Linked DNA regions of Mus musculus: region 1 is linked to region 2. A link is a contact called in public promoter capture Hi-C data. All regions are on one chromosome and are shown on one strand. The core of a region is the stretch at or near the end of the contact, and the rest is flanking DNA. Distances in the headings are between cores, read along the strand shown.

Region 1 (5,710 bases), core at 1,246-3,745, 130 kb before region 2:
GTTTCCACAACCTGACTCCCCTCTCTGCCCTCTCACTGTGTTATATGTGTTATAAGGTTTTTTAAAAGCCCCTTTTATTTGCTCCATACCACTGTAGAAGTGACCCTGAGAAGAACAGCTCTACCATCTGAATGAATGTTGCTCACATTTACCACTGATGTTTTCTGACAGGCTTGATGACTACCCCAAATATTCCATTAATTTTAACAAAAATAAAGTGTGTTGGAGTTTCATATTTTTTTTATCTAGGATCTTTGTTTTTTGATCATGATTTTGTTTTATTCCAGCCTACTTAGATTTTCAACCTAGCCAGAAATGTTTGTCCAAAATCTTTTTATAGCTTGAAAGGCTGTAGAAATATTATTTGAAATCTATCCAAAATATGTTTTGAAAGCATAACTTTGCATTCTCCTCTGGGTGTAACATCCAGATATATTATCTTCACTACATTGTCTAAGAACCTAAAATTGGCCAACTATGGTGGCGCCTGCCTATAATACCAGCCTTTGGGAGATATCAAGGGACCGCTTCAGCTAGATAGTAAAATGCTGTGTCAAAACAAACAGAAAGAAAGAAAGAAAGAAAGAAAGAAAGAAAGAAAGAAAGAAAGGAAGGAAGGAAGGAAGGAAGGAAGGAAGGAAGGAAGAAAGAAAGAAAGAAAGAAAGAAAGAAAGAAAGAAAGAAAGAAAGAAAGAAAGAAAGAAGAAAGAAAGATGGAAAAGACTCAATGGGGAAATCGCATCTTGGTGACACTGGCACTTGATCACTAAAGGTGGGAGAACCAAGAGTTCAAGGTCATCCTTGGCTACTTAAGCAGTGAGTAGTGAGTTTGAGGCCAGCCTGGGATGTCACAAAAAGAAAACGAAACAGAACTGAAAACTATGCAGAAACTTGACACTGTGACTCACTGCCATTTTCGAGGCTGACCTCCAATTTTGAGCTGTTCTCAAACTCCTGACCCCCTGCATATCTTTCTCAGAATGCTGGCAATAATGATTCTTTCTGGGTCATTTGCAGATGTGACATATCTTGTGTTGCTTGTGCTGTGGTAGTGAATTCTCTAGTGTTCCTTCTATGTAAACTCAGACTTCTTTTGAGGTGATCTTAACTCACCTTACAGACCTCAAAGTAATTCTTCTCTTTCTTTTGCATTCAGTGTTCACTCTACCCAGAGGTTCTTCTTGGTTGTAAAGTTTTCTAAGTCTTCCTTGTCCTGCCCGTCTTTCTGATTGATGAGCAGCTAATCTCTTTAATCATGCTTCCTTTATGCCACAGGGCAGCCCCCCTTCTCCAGTGCCCCAAATCCCTTCCTCTAACCTTTTCTGGGTGGTGTTGTTGTTGTTTTCTCTCCAACGCCCTGCACCCACCTCTGTTAGGCAAATCTTCTGAAAGGGCAATGACCTCAGTATATAGCTAAGACCTTGTGCGCTGGGAGTTCCCACTCAGCAGCAGAGGGCTGAGAACAAGTGGTTACTGCGCTGGATGAATGGAGAGAGGCAGGAAAGGACAGAGTACCTGGAGCTTTAGCTGTGGAAGTTAAAAAGAAAGCAATGTGCTTGTGGATGCATTTAGATTAGCTGATAAATTAAGACTAGCTGCTTGGATATGGCACCGTCTTCTTCCTTTATCTCTTTGCTATTCTGTCTTATGAGATTCCTCTCACCTTTAGCTTCTAAGATTCATCCCAGGGTTTAGTTACCCCAATCAAGTTGAATCAATATTGTATTGAGGGGGACGGGGTTGGCACGGAGAAGGATGTAAGGGCTATGGGTTCATGGGGGCGATATACTGATAAAGAGACGCCTTGAAATAGATGCTTGGATAAAGAGAGGAAACAGGTTCCTAGCATCTGTTGGATAGGGAAGATAAAGATCCTTAACTATCTTTGGTGTCAAATGGCTCCATAGGGCCCTGCTGATGTGTCTGTTGGCATAAGTGAAGTTACCTGTTCAAGGCCTATTCAGGAAAAAAAAAGTGAGAAGAGCTAGCAAAGCATCCTAAGTCCACCATGATTTGGGGGATAATTTAGTAATGGTTTCAAACCACAGAGTGCGTTAAGGATAGCCTAAAGGACAACTTTGCAAAGTGACTCATGGTTTGATTCACTAAAGGCCTGTCTGGGTTAGGCTTAGAGGTGAGGGTGGAGCCGAGCATGAGGAAAGTAAGGGAGAAGCGGAGGTGCTTCACCCGTGTTCATAAAGCTTCCCTCACCGTTATAACACACACACACACACACACACACACACACACACACAAATGGACGCTGAAAACAAAAGCAGTGTGCAGGATGCCTGGCAGCAGATCTCATCAACAGATTTTTATGACTCATTTTTTCCCCTGAACCTGCAGTCTGAGTTTACATTTAAATGGATTTCTCAGGAGTAAAGGCATCTTTCCTTTCCCAGAACTCGAGCTGTGCAAAGCAAATAGAACTCCTCCACATTACACATGAAAGGAACCCCGCCCCCTGACATTTATCCAGCAGCCACCTCTCTGGAATTGTGGCATTGCACAATGAGCTTATGAAAGCAAAGAGCATGTCCCAAGATTGAACTCCTGAACAAACCTTACACAGATGTCATTTGAACTTTGCCCTATTTTTTTCCTAGTGGTCCTTCTCCTGATAAAAATAGTACAACAGGGTAAAGTGGGTACCTTCTGATCTTGTGGGGTGTTACTAGGGAGACTGAGAGATCAAGGACTCCATGATAAAACATCCAGAACCAACTAACCTGGACCCTTGGGGCTCTCAGAGACAGAACCACCGAACAGAGAGCATACATGGGACTGATGTAGGCCCTCTGCTCATGTATAACAGGTGTACAGCTTGATCTTCATATGAATCCCCTAAGAATTGAAGTTGGGGCTGTCCCTGACTCTGGTGCCTGCCTGTGGATCCCCTTCCCCTAGCTGGGCTGCCTTGTCTGGCCTCAGTGGGAGAGGATGTGCTTAGTCCTGCTGCAACTTAATGTGCCAGTGTAGGTTGGTACCCATGGGAGTAATGAGGGGAGGCATTTATGAGAGGAGGACTGGGCAGAGAACAGAGGGGTTTCTATTGAGATGTAAAGTTAAGAGAGAGAGAGAAATAGAGCGAGAAATAGAGAGAGAAAGGAAGGAAGGAAGGAAGGAAGGAAGAAAGAAAGAAAGAAAGAAAGAAAGAAAGAAAGAAAGAAAGAAAGAAAGAGAGAAAGAAAGAAAGACTAGTCTATGTTTTAGCTAGAATTCCTGAACCTTTGTTTTCAATTTGAGTAAATCTGAATTCAAACACTAAAGTTTGTACTTTGTAATGAAATGTCTCCAGGCCCTTTGTTAAGTACAAAGGATTATGTATGTTGGACTCATATTTTACAATGATAATATGCACTTAGTATTAAAAATGAAATTATCTGAGGAAAAATTTGCTGTACTTGCATTTGATAAGTATAAGACACAGGTTTATCAACATCATAGATAAACAAGTAATCTCTTCCGTCTGTTGTCGGGGAATCTGGGCTTTTCTATCTAAAATATTTCCTTTACTAACTGTGCAACTCATCCAGAAAGAGGTCTCTGAAGCAGACTTAGCAACACTTCTTTTACAAGGCCAGGGTAAGTTCCATTGAATCTTCTCTGAGTCACATTCTAAGAACAATGTTCAAATGGGTTGTCCACGTAGAAATTAGAAACTGACTTATCTATTCTGACCTGTTTGTGAGGGGAAAACAGACAAAAGAAAAAGTGGAGAAACAGAGACCAGGAGAATATGTGAGAGTACAGCTTACAGTTTAGTAGTGAATCTTAGCATGTTACGAATGGAGTCTAGAGTTTCATCTTTAACACTGTAGGGAACAGAAGAAAAAAATAGGAAAAAAATAAAGTATATAACTAAAGACTAGAAAAAATATCCCTGCAGACCTATATTCAGCAATTAATAAAGTCTTGTGATAAATGTGTGTTGATTTGAAGAATGAAGTCCAGGCAATGGAATTTAAATTTATTTACTAGTTATGAGAGTCTAATTGTGGCTACCAGGATGAAATGCAGCACTTTGGCTACAGTATACCTATGATGATATAGAAATTATAAAATTATAAAAATTCTAAAGGTATCATATCTAAATCCCATCTCCCCAGGTTTATTTCTAGAAAACATAGGTCCCGAAAGACAGGTTAGTTTTCCTCTCTCAAAATCGATATATATAGATATCGATTTTGTGTGTGTGTGTGTGTGTGTGTGTGTGTGTGTGTGTGTTACAGTAAGCAGGGCCTTCTCATCAATATAGTAATAGAACTGTATCATGAAAGCATTCCAAAAATATCAGTGAACTCTTAAACTCAGGAGATGCAGTTTGTTTTTAAATAGGCTCCCACTGGGCAGGCCAGGATGACCCGCTGGACTTCACTATGGCAGCGGTTCTCAAACTGAGTCATGACCCCTTTGGGGGCGGGATGTGTGTCACATATAAGATGTTTATATTGTGATTCATCACATTAGCAACATTACAATTATGAAGTAGTATAATTTTATGGTTGGGAGTCACCACAACATGAGGAATGGTATCAAAGGGTTGCAGCATTAAGAACTCCTGCACTATGGAGTCCGAGCTGCTCTTGAACTTTCAATTATCCTGCCTCACCTTCCAGCTGCTGTGGCCACACACTAGTCTACCACACAGGACTGAAAGTGTCTTCTGACTTCTCGATTATTCACCTTGTGATTAGTCTACTTTAAGTAGACTCTTTATAGGCATTGCTTAATAACCCCCACCATTTTCATGTTTTGAAAACAAGGGAGCAGAAAAGTAAGAGCTCTTTTCTCTACTCTTCTGAAGTTGTGTTTAGAAAACAGAAGTGGGAGATACCAGGCAACTGTGCAGGCAAAGAACCAACACTTGGCAAATGAAATCGGGATTGCTGTTGTATGTAAAGGACAGAAGAATATCACTTCTTGTGAGGCTGCTGTGGGCACGGTAGAAGTGTGGTAGGAGTGTGGGTATATGACTGTGACCCTAAGAGTACGTGATGCCATGGTAACATGGTATCTTTTAATGTTACTTTGTATAGGGTAGAGACTGAAAGCCCTGAATGATCTGCAGCAGTATAAATCTCCTTTGATCTGAGGAGGGGCCTGGAGCAGATGCCCCCATGTCCTTACCACGTGCAATTCCAGGTCACCCTGATACTCATTAGCTCTTTGATCTTTTTTTTTTTACTTTCCTTTTTATTAGATATTTTCTTCATTTACATTTCAAATGCTATCCCCAAAGCCCCCTATACCCTCCCCCCACCCTGCTTGCTAACCCACCCACTCCTGCTTCCTGGCCCTGGCATTGCCCTGTATTGGGCATATGATCTTCGAAAGACCAAGGGCCTCTCCTCCCATTGATGGCTGTCTAGGCCATCCTCTGCTACATATGCAACTAAAGACATGAGCTCTGGGGGTACTGGTTAGTTCATATTGTTGTTCTTCCTATAGGGTTGCAGACCCCTTTAGCTCTTTGGGTACTTTCTCTAGCTCCTTCATTAGGGGCTCTGTGTTCCATCCAACAGATGACTGTGAGCATCCACTTCTGTATTTTCCCGGCACTGGCATAGCCTCACAAGAGAGAGCTACGTTAGGGTCCTGTCAGCAAAATCTTGCTGGCATCTGCAATAGTGTCTGGGTTTGGTGGTTGTTTATGGGACGGATCCTCCGGTGGGGCAGTCTCTGGGTGGTCCTTCCTTCCATCTCA
Region 2 (6,248 bases), core at 1,128-3,627:
AATAAACCAATCCATCACCATCTGAATTTTCCTCTCATCTTATTCTTTGCATATGGCTGACCAGAATACTTCTGAAAAAGTTCCCTCTGAAAAAAATGTAAGTGTACAAGACAGTCTTGTTATCTCTAGTCAGCATATTGCAGAATAGGTCTTTAGGAATTATGACTGAAACTTTATGTTCTTTGACTGCTACAACCTTATTTTCTTTCCTCTCAGATCCTGGTAAACTACTTTTCCGCTGGTGTGTCTATGAAGAGTTCCCTTTTAAACTGATTCACTTCTTTCTATTCTAGTATTTTTTAAGTGTTTTGTGGCCTGCCATTGCAGCGCCTAGGAGGCTGGGGCATTAGGATTGCCAACCTGTGCTACACACAGAAAGGCTATACCTAAAATAACTGCTTATTTGGTTTCTAAATTCCCCAACATTGTTAATAAGGAGTAGAATTTGTCCACAATTTGTCTCAGTTGAAGTCTGGAACTCACCTTGTAGTTTAGACACTTAATAAAGCTATAGCTTGCTGTGTTTAATTGCCTGGGGGAGAAGTTATGTAAACTAATAGGTAATAATAGACTTAACTAGCTGGGATGAGTTTCTTTTGAAATTAAAACTAGACTGTCAGTAAGCTTAGATAAAGATATGGTTCTAGTATATTAGTAAATATGGCTTCAAAGTTGATAAATAGCATACTGAAAATTTAACCATGCAAAGAAATATTTACTGTTGTCATGATATATACAATCCATATATAGTTTTAGCATGAGAAATAAAATTTGTGGTTCAATACTAAAGATCTAAAGATTTTGTTTAGCTAAAGTGAATTCTCATCTTTCTAAAATATAGCAATAAGCTTTTGTCTTAAGTATGTTTTCAAAATGTCTGTTGAAAAGAATGTAAAAAACATCCAACCTAAAAACTAGTTTAAAACAAATGAAGGATGATGTGAACTGTGGGGAAAAAAGTAATGGCTCGTACCAGGAGTTAGTTTCTGTTATCCATCCTATGAAATATTTGATGCTATTTACAAGATGGTGGTGTACAGAGGTAATAGGACCTGGTCCTTGCTCTTTAGATCATAACACAGGATAATACCATTGAACTTAAGGACTATTTGGAGAGCTTTAGGAGTTCAAAGAGGAGTAGGCATTTTAGCCTGTGTCAGTGTAAGTATTCCTAGTAAAGGCACCTTTGGGACACAATTCTGGGTAGGGAGTGAATTAAATTCTCTAACAAGAGCACTTCCAAGGACCAGAATTTTAGCTTTTCAGTTAGTTAATGGTTTCTTTGAAACATAATATAAGTAGATACTTTTGCTTGTTAACAAAACAAACTATTACATCTATGTATTATTGTTTTGTTTGTTTGAGACAGGGTCTCACTATGTAGCTGACTTTGAACTTGCCATGTAGAATACTTGTCTTATACCTTACTTACCTCCTTAAAGTGTATGCCACCATACCTGGCTTTTGTTTTTCTACTTGTAATAAATATTAATATATTTTATCAATACATATGTGAGCAGATACTTTGAGACAATATCCAGATTCAACTTTCAATTTTTTCCCTGTTGTTTCTGGCATTCTCCGATTTGTGCGTATGGACAGTGTCCATGGAGTCCAAAGGAGACATTGTTAGACCCCTACAACTGGAGTTACAGGTGCTTGTAAGCCACCCAATATGGGTGCTGGGATCTGAACTCAGGTCCTCTGCAAGAGCATTAAGAACTTTTAGCTACCACTAGGCCTTTTATCCAGCTCCCAACTATATATTTCTTATGTTATAGAAAAATTGGAAGATAATGAATTTGCATGAAAATATGAAAAGCATACAAATATTAAAACAGCTAGACAAAATATTTTGGTATACATGCTGTGAATATGTAAAACTCAAAAATTCACATATAACGGGGACTGCAATTGTTTTAGACATCAATATTTTAAACTTTTAAAAAAAGATTTATTTATTTTATTTTATATGAGTATTCTGTAGCTCTCTTCAGACACGCCAGAAGATTGCATCAGATCCCGTGACAGATGGTTGTGAGCCACCATGTGGTTGCTGGGGATTGAACTCAGGACCTCTGGAAAAGCAGTCAGTCTTCTTAACTGCTGAACCATCTCTCCAGCCCTCAGTATTTTAAACTTTTAAGCTGTATTTCATGATAGGAGATTTAAAAAAAAAGCACGAGCACTTATCAATAGAGAATTATCTATTTCCTTAATAAGATGTATAAAACACTATTATTGCTTAGGAAATTGTTTTTGAATTGGCTTGGCTTGCGTTTACTTTTAGGTTTGAAAGCAATGTACTGACTTCCCTAATATTTTTCCACTCCATCTCTGAAACATCTTATTTTCAACCTAACATTGATGATGCGTCAGATACTAAATACAGGAGACCAGCTCATACCTGGACCATGTCCAATAGTTGCTATCACATGTTTAGTATTTACTTGACTTTTCAAAGAATGTTTTTAAATTATTGTTCAACAGACTGGATTCCCTCCAGAGGGGGCCCAAACCAAACACTGTAATGATTTGTTTTTTGAGTCTGTTCCCTAGTATAAGGTTATCTGAAGTTTAATAGCACTGCTATGTATTAGTAATACTTTGGGATCTTGTTTGGAAAAATTTGTTTGTTAACTCTCTTGTTAGCTTTATGGATATGGTTTTTCTCCCTTGTTTTTGGTGAATTAGAGTTTCTCAGTTCTTTTTCTTGCATAATTGTAAACATTTGACACTGTATTTTTCCATCTTGCCAGGCTATTATTCAGTAGAAACAAACCAAGTACATTCTTTCAGTGTGTGAAAAGTTTGCTAAGCTAAGCTATTTCAACTTCCTTATTAAAAACACTTGTATATTCATGAAAAATTCTGAGTAAGGTTTGCTTTTTAATTTTAGCAGAATCATCTCTGCTTCTCAGCATCAGTCAGTTGACCTGCTTGTGATAACCTATTTAGGTTTCCTGTATTAAATCACTTGTGAATTTATTGGACTAGAATGACTGAGCAGAGGGTGCTGTTTTGTAGGGAGACTCTGGGAGAGTTCTAGATTAGTTCTCTTGTGTAGGAAACTCTGATTGGCTAGATTAGAAAATGTGATTCGGTTTCCTTTTCTCTGCTGGGTAGCCATTCATTCTATTCTTATTTTCCTATTTGGTGCTAGGTGTTGCTTCTCTTCTTGCCCCAGTCTAGTTGGGTAAACCTTGGAGAGCAGGGTTTAAAAATGAGGGAGACAAAGTCTCATGGAATAGCTAACTTTATTCAGAGCATCAGACAATTTTTTACTCTGAGAGGTAAGATTCACAGGAGTAAGGTGTTCAATCACAAGGACAGGCCACACATGGCAAATACATACATACATACATACATACATACATACACACACACACACACACACACACACACACATATATAATTTTCCATAGAGGCACTTGAATAACAACAGCTGAAGTCGGCTCACTTCTATCAGCTACACCTAGGAAGATCACACAGTTTACAAGAGTAGTTTTACATTTTTAAAGGAACTGGGCTCACAAACCTTGTCTTGTTTGCTTGGCATGATCTCACAAGCATTCAGAATCCCCCTTGCTTGAACTCCTGTTTTACTTTGAATCAGGTACTGATCTTAGTAGTTGATTATTTTGTCCTTGGTAACTGGCTTATCCTGAGCTAAGGGGCATAGAAAATGTGTGCTATCACCTGCCTTTCTTTTGCAAAGATTCATGTCCCATGTCACTGTTTTAATAAATGTTGTCTCTCACTGCAGACTCAGATCACAGGAGATACACCTGTTCTTAAAAGTGAAAGAAGAAATCTGTAAGTATGTGTCCTTTGGGACTTAAAATGTATAATTGTATCCATATTTTGAAGCTATTAAGGGAAGAGCTACCAATATCTATAATGTTAAAAAGGCAATAATGGGGAAAGTAAAGTGGGAAAATATACTTACTTTATGTAATTTCTAGAGTTTTACCCATATGGCACTCAAGTAGAAAGGGGCCAGGTAGAAAGCACACAGTTGCTGATTGATTGTAACCCTTTATGCACATCTTAGACATTGAAGCTTATTGTACCTTAGTGGTTATTTGTCAAATGGATGTGAATATTTATCTGATGTGTATGCATTTAAATATCGGCATTGTCTTTCACTAAGGTGCATATTTCTGGACCAGGATGCAGAGAGTCAGATGCAACAGAACACTTGAAGTCATACTATTTGAGACTTAGAACTTGAAAATTACTTAGTTCAGTGGTTCCCAAATGTAGATTTTTAGGCCAGTGTTACCCAGTGGACTTGGATGCAAGGCAAAAAGAAACAGTAGGTGTGAATTCTCTATTTAATGCTAGCTATCTTCAATGTAAAGGCTATAAGTTTCAATTCGAAGAGGTGAGCATTTGTCATAGTAAGTGGTAGGGCTATATTTTTAACACCCACCCCTGTCAACAAAAGAGCTCTCTGTCATTCATTACTCTTATCTTTAAAAACAAAACTAGATGTTGATGTGTTGAAATCTGAATCCAACTTTCTAATTTTATAGGTGAGAAATGACAGGCTCATTTGTTTCTGACTTGACAGCTCAGCAGCTCTGACGTTGCCTGTCTAGTATTTCTGGTCTTTTGAGAATTGGTTTCATTGTTCATAAGTTAAGAAGATGAAGTAGTTCTTCCATGCTAATGACTGATTTCCAAGTCTGAAGAAATTCAGAAGATTGAATGTTCTTACATGTCTAAATCAATGGCCACTCGTTCGTTTGCATTAGAAGAATCTTAAACATGGCCACAGAGGAGGCCAGAATGACCTTTCTGTTTCTTAAGGTTCTGTGCTACTGTTTGGTTGACAGAGTAGGTAGCATATCAGTAAGCTTAGCATTTCATTTGGAAAAGAGATTGCTGCCATTGGTGGCGGGATCGGGGCGGAGGGTGTCAGTATGTCAAGCCTCTGTAGTTATCTCTCCAGAGAGGACTACCTTCTTTTTCACGTTGCACCCCTATCTAAGCGCACAGGTACACATTTGTAGCAACTGACAGACACACAGCATTTGATCTAGGCTTGGGCAGAAATCCTCTCAAGGTTGTCAGCAAGTTGGCAGTTGTGTTCAGACGTTTTTCAGGCAGACACTGCCCTGTAGCACTTTTGGAGGCCGTCCATTATTTGTCATAACTTTGCTCCAGCTATCTCAGAATAGGTTTCAAAATAAAAATAATTTCCTTATAGCCTTTGCCTTACTCACCTTGGTGAGATACGGGCCAGGTAAGCAACATGAACATAAGAAGCAAGAACCGAGTGGAATCCATTCCTGACCTTAGTGTGGACATGCTAACTTTAAGAGTAGTTTTCCATGTTTTTTTTTTTTGTTTGTTTGTTTGTTTTTTGTTTTTTTTGGGTTTTTTTGTATGTGACTTTCTTTCAGTCAAGAATTCAGTATTTTTTTAAATGTTCAAATCACTTGTAATGAATTGTGAAAGTAAAAGTGGCATTTGGGGATTATCTCGTGTACCCTGTTCTTTTCTCCTTTACTCTACTTGACTGGCCATGATGTTTTCCTGGTTAATGAGCTTGGATTGTAATATCATGCTTTGCCAGTAGGTGCCACCTTCTAGTATATTTCTCCTCTGCGTCCCTTAATTATGACTTAAATTACAACTGAAGAGATATTACATATTTAAAAGTCAATTATGTCTCATCCCTTAAAACGAGTACGAGACATATAGATATGAGTGTGTAGGCAGTAACATTGGCTCCTAAATCTCCACGTTTCAACATACAGAGATAGGATCCCAATTATACCAACCTATGACCTAGATGAAACATCTGATGCCTGCTGGGGATCTTTTTAAGGCATCATGGGAGGGAGGGAGCTCACACTAGAGCATGCACGAGCATCTTCGCCATGGCTGCTGGGGTGCTTTCTTTCCTGGGAAAAGCTGGGAAGAGACTGGCAGGATGGCGACTTCAGGAGTTAACGCCTCTCCAGGTGATGAAGTGAATAGGTTTGGGTGATCTTGTGAGGAATACACTCAAAGAGCAGTTGTTATTGTAGAGTACTTTAAAGCAAAACAATAACTAGTTATCTGTAGATGTTGGTTAAAGGGCAGTGTGTGTGCTTGTCCAAGGTTTTAATTTGTTGTGTTTTCTTCTGTTTTAATAACAGAATTTTAAATTTGATAAAAATGATTTTGTATTGCTTAACATGATTATTGTTTTCAATTTGAGTTTGAGGAGACTAACCAGGGAGTCTGAAATATAT

The links. Promoter capture Hi-C pulls out the DNA fragments that hold promoters and counts their contacts.
Region 1: a promoter capture Hi-C map of liver shows a contact between it and region 2, with 4 times the contacts expected there. The contact joins two enhancer-like sites. A contact is called at or near these places in 9 of 39 promoter capture datasets (the 3T3-L1 cell line, 3T3-L1-derived adipocytes, the C10 cell line and 4 more), 2 of 15 datasets of contacts at CTCF or cohesin (CD8 T cells and large pre-B cells), 3 of 484 Hi-C or Micro-C datasets (cerebral cortex, embryonic fibroblasts and lens fibers) and 3 of 115 datasets of contacts at active chromatin or transcription factors (CD8 T cells, embryonic fibroblasts and embryonic stem cells).

What each region holds. Positions count from the first base shown.
Region 1 is chrX:142,487,001-142,492,710 of GRCm38.p6, reverse strand. No RefSeq gene overlaps it. Among named protein-coding and RNA genes, the nearest start is that of Gm25915, 4.4 kb to the right of the region's middle. Within about 2 kb of position 2,495, at least 39 of the 459 cell types and tissues checked have an H3K27ac peak or open chromatin away from gene starts, as enhancers often do.
Region 2 is chrX:142,357,955-142,364,202 of GRCm38.p6, reverse strand. It overlaps Acsl4 (acyl-CoA synthetase long-chain family member 4), which reads left to right. Exons shown (of 16, transcript NM_207625.2): 2 at 3,767-3,816. Among named protein-coding and RNA genes, the nearest start is that of Acsl4, 29 kb to the left of the region's middle. Within about 2 kb of position 2,377, at least 6 of the 459 cell types and tissues checked have an H3K27ac peak or open chromatin away from gene starts, as enhancers often do.